Regions from separate parts of the Zea mays genome. Here region 1 is linked to region 2. A link is a contact called in public Hi-C data. All regions are on one chromosome and are shown on one strand. Each heading gives the region's core, a stretch centred on a gene start, on an enhancer-like site or on the middle of the called end of the contact. The rest is flanking DNA. Distances are from core to core; before and after follow the strand shown. Region 1 holds the start of LOC103626247 (probable ribose-5-phosphate isomerase 2). Region 2 holds the start of LOC100272518 (putative protein kinase superfamily protein).

Evidence for each region. A called contact is a pair of places that touch in the nucleus more often than the background predicts.
Region 1: a Hi-C map of tassel shows a contact between it and region 2, with 2.6 times the contacts expected there. The contact joins the promoter of LOC103626247 here to the promoter of LOC100272518 in region 2. A contact is called at or near these places in 3 of 25 Hi-C or Micro-C datasets (ear, leaf and tassel).

The regions. Positions count from the first base shown.
Region 1 is chr5:38,108,147-38,111,685 of Zm-B73-REFERENCE-NAM-5.0, reverse strand. LOC103626247 (probable ribose-5-phosphate isomerase 2) reads left to right here and starts at 1,693. Exons shown (of 1, transcript XM_008646648.4): 1 at 1,693-3,539. The coding sequence starts at 2,817. The coding sequence ends at 3,182.
Region 2 is chr5:37,971,572-37,975,314 of Zm-B73-REFERENCE-NAM-5.0, reverse strand. It overlaps LOC100272518 (putative protein kinase superfamily protein), which reads right to left and starts at 2,120. Exons shown (of 5, transcript NM_001359655.1): 1 at 1,687-2,120; 2 at 1,041-1,176; 3 at 815-951; 4 at 620-743; 5 at 60-526. The coding sequence starts at 2,076. The coding sequence ends at 165.

The DNA.
Region 1 (3,539 bases), core at 444-2,943, 140 kb before region 2:
AGTATTACATATGTTTGCACATATAACTACAAGCAGACCAGTGTGCTATTTTTGCTACGTCAACAAGTATTTATTTGTTGTTCTTGTTTTTTCTCGCTAATGTATCTCATACCTTTTGTATAGGACTATGTATACAAAATGGACCCATATCACGATCTTTTCCCACATGCCTGAGTACTATCACTATGACTCAAGCTGAATACATGAGTATTTTGAAACATGTCAACATATGTGTCGTGAGAGAACTTAAAAGAACTTGTATTTGAGTATTGCACAATCTGATGGTTGATTGTTGCATGGGAATTGAAGTTTTTGGTTGCATACATATGACATATGTCATTTTGGTGAACATATATTGTGTGGATCAATTAATATAAATTGTTCAACATGAATTGAGCAAATTACAAATAAACCCTATCATTTTTTTCTATAAAAGACATAAAAACCGGTTCGTTTTGAAGAAAAAATCGATAGTTTCGAGCAGCGGTTTTTGCAGCGGTAAACCGGTCAATAAAATTTTAATTTGATTTGAGCAAACCTGCCGCCGGCAGTTTTAGTTTACAAATCGTTTTAGTAAACGTGTGCGTGTGCACGTGTGCGCTGTCGTTCGATCTCGCCTCTTCAATTTCGGTCGCTCAGGTCCGACCAAATTCCTGATCTGCAAATGTGATAGCTGACGAGTGCTACCTGAACTATATACAGGTACACCCAACTGATCAGTGACGCGGCACAGCTCTTGGTTCGAGACGACCGATGACCGATTGCCGAGTGCTACTTCCTCTTGACTTCAAAAGATGTCACTGCTCGCACATACCATATATACGTACAGACAGTACGCGCGTGTGGTGAAAGGGATACGCACGCAATGAGAAAACTCGCCTCCTGGCTTGGTCATTCTGTGTTCAACGGTAGCTAGCCCAAACATATATATTTGTATCGGTTACACATGAGTCTTTGATACCACTACCAAAATCCAGCTCTTTGTCGAGTACTTCTAATCGGACACTCGGCAAAATTCAACTCTTGATAGTGACCGCGTTTGCGGTGAGCAAGACTCTGGGCATAGAAAGACACTCGGCAAAGATAACTTTGCTGAGTGTCAAACACTCGGCGAAAGGCGACGTTCGGTAAAGGACCATCAGCAGCCGTCTATATCTAACGGTCGTTATCTTTGTCGAGCGCCGGGCTTTTGCACTTGGCAAAGAGACTACTTTGCCGAGTCTCCCACGTCTGACACTCAGCAAATAATGCTTTACCGAGTGCCATCCTCGGACACTACGTAAAGTATATTTTTTATTTTTTTCTTTCTCTAACTAAACTTTTGTGGTATGTTGCTACACTATATAGACTTACATGTAACATTTTGACACAATTATAAAAGTGTTTTCTGTAACTATTAGATTTAATTTGTTTAATTCAATTTTCTCAGATAATTCAGATTTGATCATTTCTACCCACTTGTTGAGTTCACCCCTAAGTGCTCATCTCACAAGGTCACATGCTTCTAATCCTTAAAGAGAGATATTCCCACCAAGGGTTAAAATTTCCTTTTACCAAGTCAGATCATCACACAAGCAACACACTACGTGTTTGTTTTGAAATTTTAGCCTAGTGGATACATTCTAGGTGTATATTATGTAATGTCAATTTATATAATGTTATGTCAAAGTTTTAGTTCTCGTAACACCAGTCACTCGGATTCTCTTCCATTCTAGTACCTTGCCGTTATTAGTTGAGTTTGAGAGACTAGTGTTGTTAACAAGTGGTATTAGAGGGTTCGATTCTCAGCTTCAAGTCGCCAACGTCATGACTCTCAATGTCAAGCTCATCCTCGACGAGTTCAACCGGAGGTTCGACGCGACCGAGGCTGGACTCGACTGGCGCTTCGCGAAGCTGCTGCAGCCGCAAGCTGAGGGGGTGGACGAGCCGTTCCGCGATGTGGTGAGCCCTCTATCGCATCCTTCCATCGTCTACGTCTCTACGAGTCGTAACGCGACGAGGCCATGGCGGGAGCCAATGCTAGTGCGCTTGCTGGCCGTCGCGACGAGCGGCCCGCACGGGGACGCAATTCCTCCTCCGACGACAGATCTGAGCAATCCTACCTCACGCCCACCCGTGAGGCCACCAACAGGGCCCCTGCGCCCGACGATAGGTTGATGGCGTCCGTCGACCACCGTCGACGCCAGACTCCGGATGAAGAAGGAGGTGTCGAGCAGGAACGGGGCGGTGCCGTTGCCGACGAGGTGGAGGCCATGGCGGCGCACGAACTTCCTAGAGATGAGACCGGAGCAGAGGCTGCAACCCAGCAGCCGTGGTGCCTTTGCTGATCCACTTCGTCCCTGGTGATGATGGGTTCAGATGGAGCATGCATGGGGTTTGCTGCTACTCACGGTGGCGAGCTTGTCACTGGCGGACACGCTGGAGGAGCACCCTGCTCTGTGGCTGTCGCAGTTTCCGCTCGACGCGTGCGAGTTCACGTTTGATCGTGTGTCCGTTCCGCGGATGGAGCTGCTCGTCCTAGGCATCCTCGAGTGGTGGGTGGTCGTCGACATCCCTTTCCCCTACATCCGCTGCTTCGTGGCGCAGTTTCGGCAGGACGAGCGGCGGGCGATCTGCGAGCGCGCCGTGCAGCACCACTGCACCAGCTACCTCAAGCATAGAGGAGGATGTACCCTTTGACACTCCCACAAAGTGTTCGATAAGGGTCCTCAACCACAGCGCCAACTACGGCCGCTTCACTGAAGACCGGCGTAAAGAGGGCCAGATTCATTGCCTCCATCGTCAAGGGCCGCAGTGGCTCACTGTTCCGCGAGAAGATGATCGTGGGTGTTGGTGCTCGCTTTGTCGTCATCGTCGACGCGTCCAAGCTCGTGTCGCGCCTCGGCTGCACGGGCGCCAACCCCGGCGAGGTCATCCCCTTCGGCGTGCTTCACACGCTGGGACACATCCGCGGCCTCTTCGACGGCTTGCCTGGATTCCACGCCAGGCTGAGGTCTGTTCCAGCGACCGCCGCCAAGGGGAAAGAAGACTCGAAACAGTCCTTCGTCACCGACAACGACAACTACATCATCGAGGACGGCATCCGCGGCGACCTGCACGACATCAGTGACCGTCTGTTTCAGATCACCGGCGTCGTAGAACACGACATGTTCCTAGATCCTAGGCTAATTTTCCCACGCTGAAGAAGCTGGAGATGCGAGGAAGAAGGTGCAGCTTACAGAGGCCGCGGAGCGTTGCTTCGACGAGTTGGTCGGAAGAGGCCTGCTCCGTCTCACGGTCGGAAGCAATGGAGCCACGGGAGCCAGGATGCCCCCGTCATGATCCGCTCCTTCACGAAGGACGTGTCTGAATGAGAACTTCTGCACTGAGTCAGCAGCAAATAATATTTTCGAAGTGCGGCGGCTGTCCATCGTTGAGAACAACGAGGCTGACGATCGCATTGGTGAGGGGATGACAATGGCAGCATGGATGACGAGCATGGAAATAACGGTGAGGTTCGAATAGGCCGGCGAGCACCTGTGGGTCAAGATGGGCGGCCA
Region 2 (3,743 bases), core at 871-3,370:
GCAGCCACCAAGTTTCCCAGGGGCGAGAAAAACAGAGGTACGCGTCTCACGCGTGAACTAATGTTTTTTACAATAGAAAATATATATATAGTGGACTACTGTGGGCAAAACACCTTCGGATTGTTGACTCACCGGCGCTTGCTTTTTACACAAGATGACACAGGTCATCTGCTCTCCGGCGGCGCCGTGTACACAAACGGCTCCACGGCGGCATCGTCTAGAGCAAGCAGCGACTCCAGGGCCTGTACAACGTGGGACATTTGGGGCCGGGATTTGGGGCTGACACTGAGGCACTGGTGGGCTATCCCGGCGGCCTTTTGGGCTGCTCGGGTGGGCGTGGTGGGGCGCGGCAGCCTCCGGTCCATGACGCGCTCCAGCCGGCGAGCGTCGCGCAGGCATGGCCGCGCCCATTCCACCAGGCTCTGCTCTCGCGGCGGCCGGTTCTTGTCCAACGCCTTCCGCCCCGTTAGCAGCTCCAGGAGCACGACGCCGAAGCTGTACACGTCGCTCTTGGTCGTTAGATGCCCTGCTAATTTTAACGCAGAAAAAATTAACAGTAGATCGTCACTGCTGAGTGCGCGCATGCATGTTCCATAATATTTTTTGCCTAAGTACATACCTGTCATGATGTACTCGGGTGCGGCGTAGCCCTGCGTGCCCATGACTCGGGTCGACACGTGGGTCTCGTCTTCTCCAGGTCCAGCCTTCGCTAGCCCGAAATCCGACAGCTTCGCCGTGTAGTCCTGAATGAAGGCGCGAGTCAGGGAAAGCCGCATGGAGCGAATGCGCGCGCAGCCTGGTCTCATTATTTTACCGAGTCCAGCAGGATGTTGGACGTCTTGAAGTCGCGGTAGATGACGGGTTTGGCAGCGTCGTGGAGGAAAGCCAAACCTTTGGCGGCTCCAATGGCGATCCTCATTCGCGTTGACCACGGAAGGGAAGCAGAGTGCCCTGTTCGTTTCCACGAAGAGATCATCGATCGTTAGGAACGTACGTTGTTGGCTTTGCCTTTTACCCTAAACTATTAGAACCTGCCCTACTTTTGAAGAGATGCTTCTCCAAGCTGCCCCTGGCCATGAACTCGTACACGAGAAGCCTGTGCTCGTCCTGGTAGCAGTAGCCGATGAGCTTGACAAGGTGCGGATGCCTCAGCTGCCCAAGGAAAATGACCTCAGCCTGTACCAGCAAAAACAAACGAACAAATAAGTGAATAATCACAAGTAGTTGCAGGTCAACACAGGCAGCGTTTCCTTAGTACAGTACAGTATTGTTTAAGGAATATTTTGACCACCAACACTTGGTACAATTGTTTGACCGAATAAGCAGTGCTGCAGTTGGTTGGGTGGTTGACAAGTTGACGTACTGCATACAGCTCCCTCCAGGGCACCAAACAAAGAATTAATCCCGAAATGAAATTGTGTCTCAAGGGAGAGGGGAGAAGACATGTCGGCTTCCGAAAGTGATCACAGCTCAGCTACAGATGGCGATGCTACTGTTTTCTTCGGACTTTAGACTGGGGCGGGCTCAATTCGTTTGTTAAATAATAAAAGGACTAAAATGGCAGTAGAAATTAAATTGCAACGAAAATGAATTCGGAATAAAATGGATCAATGGCTGGCTATTCTCTTTCAAATCTGCGAAACCAACCCGAATCAGATTGTTCGCGTGATTCAGAAACTTGCTTACCAGCCACTCCTTGTGGCCCTGGGAGCCCTCGAGGTCGAGCAGCTTGACGGCGACGGCCTGCGGCTGCCGCAAGCCGGGCCTGACCCGCTCGTCGACGCGGCCCTTGTACACGGGCCCGAACCCGCCCTCGCCGACGAAGTTGCTCATCGAGAAGTCCCGCGTCGCCACCCGGAGCTCCTCCACCGTGAAAGCCAGCACGTCAGATCCCGCCAGCGACAGTGATAGGTCATCCGGCGAAAGCAGCGGTGCTGGTGGCGCGGGAGGCCTGGAACCGGCGGAGGCCACCTTGCCCGGGCCGTCACCAGAGCGGTCGGCATGGGAAGAGCTGAAGCAACCGAAACCGAACAGCGCAGACCACGACGTCGACGACGACTCGGCCGGCTTCCCCATCAGCGCGCGTGCGGGCAGCTGCTGATCGAAGTGGAGGAATATCGGGTGGAGTCTGAGAGCAGTGGCAGCCGTGTCTGGGTGGCTCATTTTATTTGTAGTCGTTGCTGTCTTCGTCCCTTAATAATTTACTAGATGAATGTACTACGCAGTGAACATGTTATGATAAGATATACTGAAATTCAAAAAGTTTTGTCATCCGATGTTTCTTATTTAAAGCTTGCTCGACATATATAGAGCTTGATAGTATGGTATGTTTGGTGTAGGATAGACGCGATAAGTCTTCAAATGATATACCACCTTGCTTTAATATCTTTATTGCAAATTTGGGACATACATGTACAGATGACAAACTCAAGGAAGTTTTATCCAAGTATGATGTGTGGATTACTTGTGAAGTGGATCCATAGTAATGAAATTGCACAATAAAGTTCTATATTGTTAGGGCACATGAGTTTCATGTCCTTAAAATGTTCTTTTTAGCTCACATTTTTTTTTGTCCACAATGAGTCAAATGACAATGAACATAGACATACATGCAAACCACATTCATATTGCATTCATATGTTACTTAATGAATATTTAATTAGTTTAAAACGAATTATATTTTGGAATGGAGGGAGTAGTTCTTTATTACTACACATTTGCTCTCAATTTTTAGATAGTCCACTTCACACTTCATATAGAGTTATGAATTTATAAAGTCTGTTGGACTAGTCTTTTTTTTGCTAAATCTATTTGAGAGTAGTAAAACAGTAGATTTGGCTTAATCCCTTTAAGTTGCTATAAGTAACTATTTGTAAGCAAAGTATTTTTTATAGTTTGTAGTTAATATCATAGTTTATAGGAATATCAGCGTATTTTATGCTATAAAGTGTTTGGTTACATTTCTAAAAAATATGTTTTCAAAACCATGATATTCTACATATCATTGTATTTTTTATATTAAAAACTCCACTCAAATCCAAAAATTTTATGGCATGGCTAGCTTTTGTCTAAATACCATGGTTTACAATGTTGTATCTAAACAATGTTTCTCAAAATCATTGTATTTTCTGAGCTGACCAAAACTATTATATTATCATGATAACTGTAAAGTACCCCCTTCGTTCATAAATATATAACACCGTTGACTTTTAAAAAAACTTTGACCACTCGTTTTATTCAAAAAATAATGAGTTATCATCAATTTTTTTGTGATTTGTTTTATCACTTAAGGTAGTTTCTGCTTAACTTAAAATTTTATATTTTTGAATAAATATTTTGAATAAGATGGGTGATCAAAGTTTTCAAAAAAGTCAACGATATCATATATTTGTGAACGGAGGTAGTATAATATTGTAAAACAATGATTTTGAAAATATTGTTGTCAAATACGCCCTAATGGTTTTCTACTGGTTTGATTTGGTTCGGTTCGGTAAGTGGCGTACTTTGAGCCAGATGCTTTAAGGTAGGCAAGTCTGGTTGTCATGGGCGTGTTTGGTTCGGCTTTTTTCTGGCCAGCTTATCTGAAAAGCTGGCTGTGGGGAAAAGCTGGCTGTTGGGAAAAGCTGGTGGTTAGAATTTAGGTGTTTGGTTCGCCAGCTGTGCAGAAAAGCTGTTCGTCAGAATCTACGTGTTTGGATACAAATTCTCAAATTGCAGATTCTGTTCGAACAAACGATAAAATG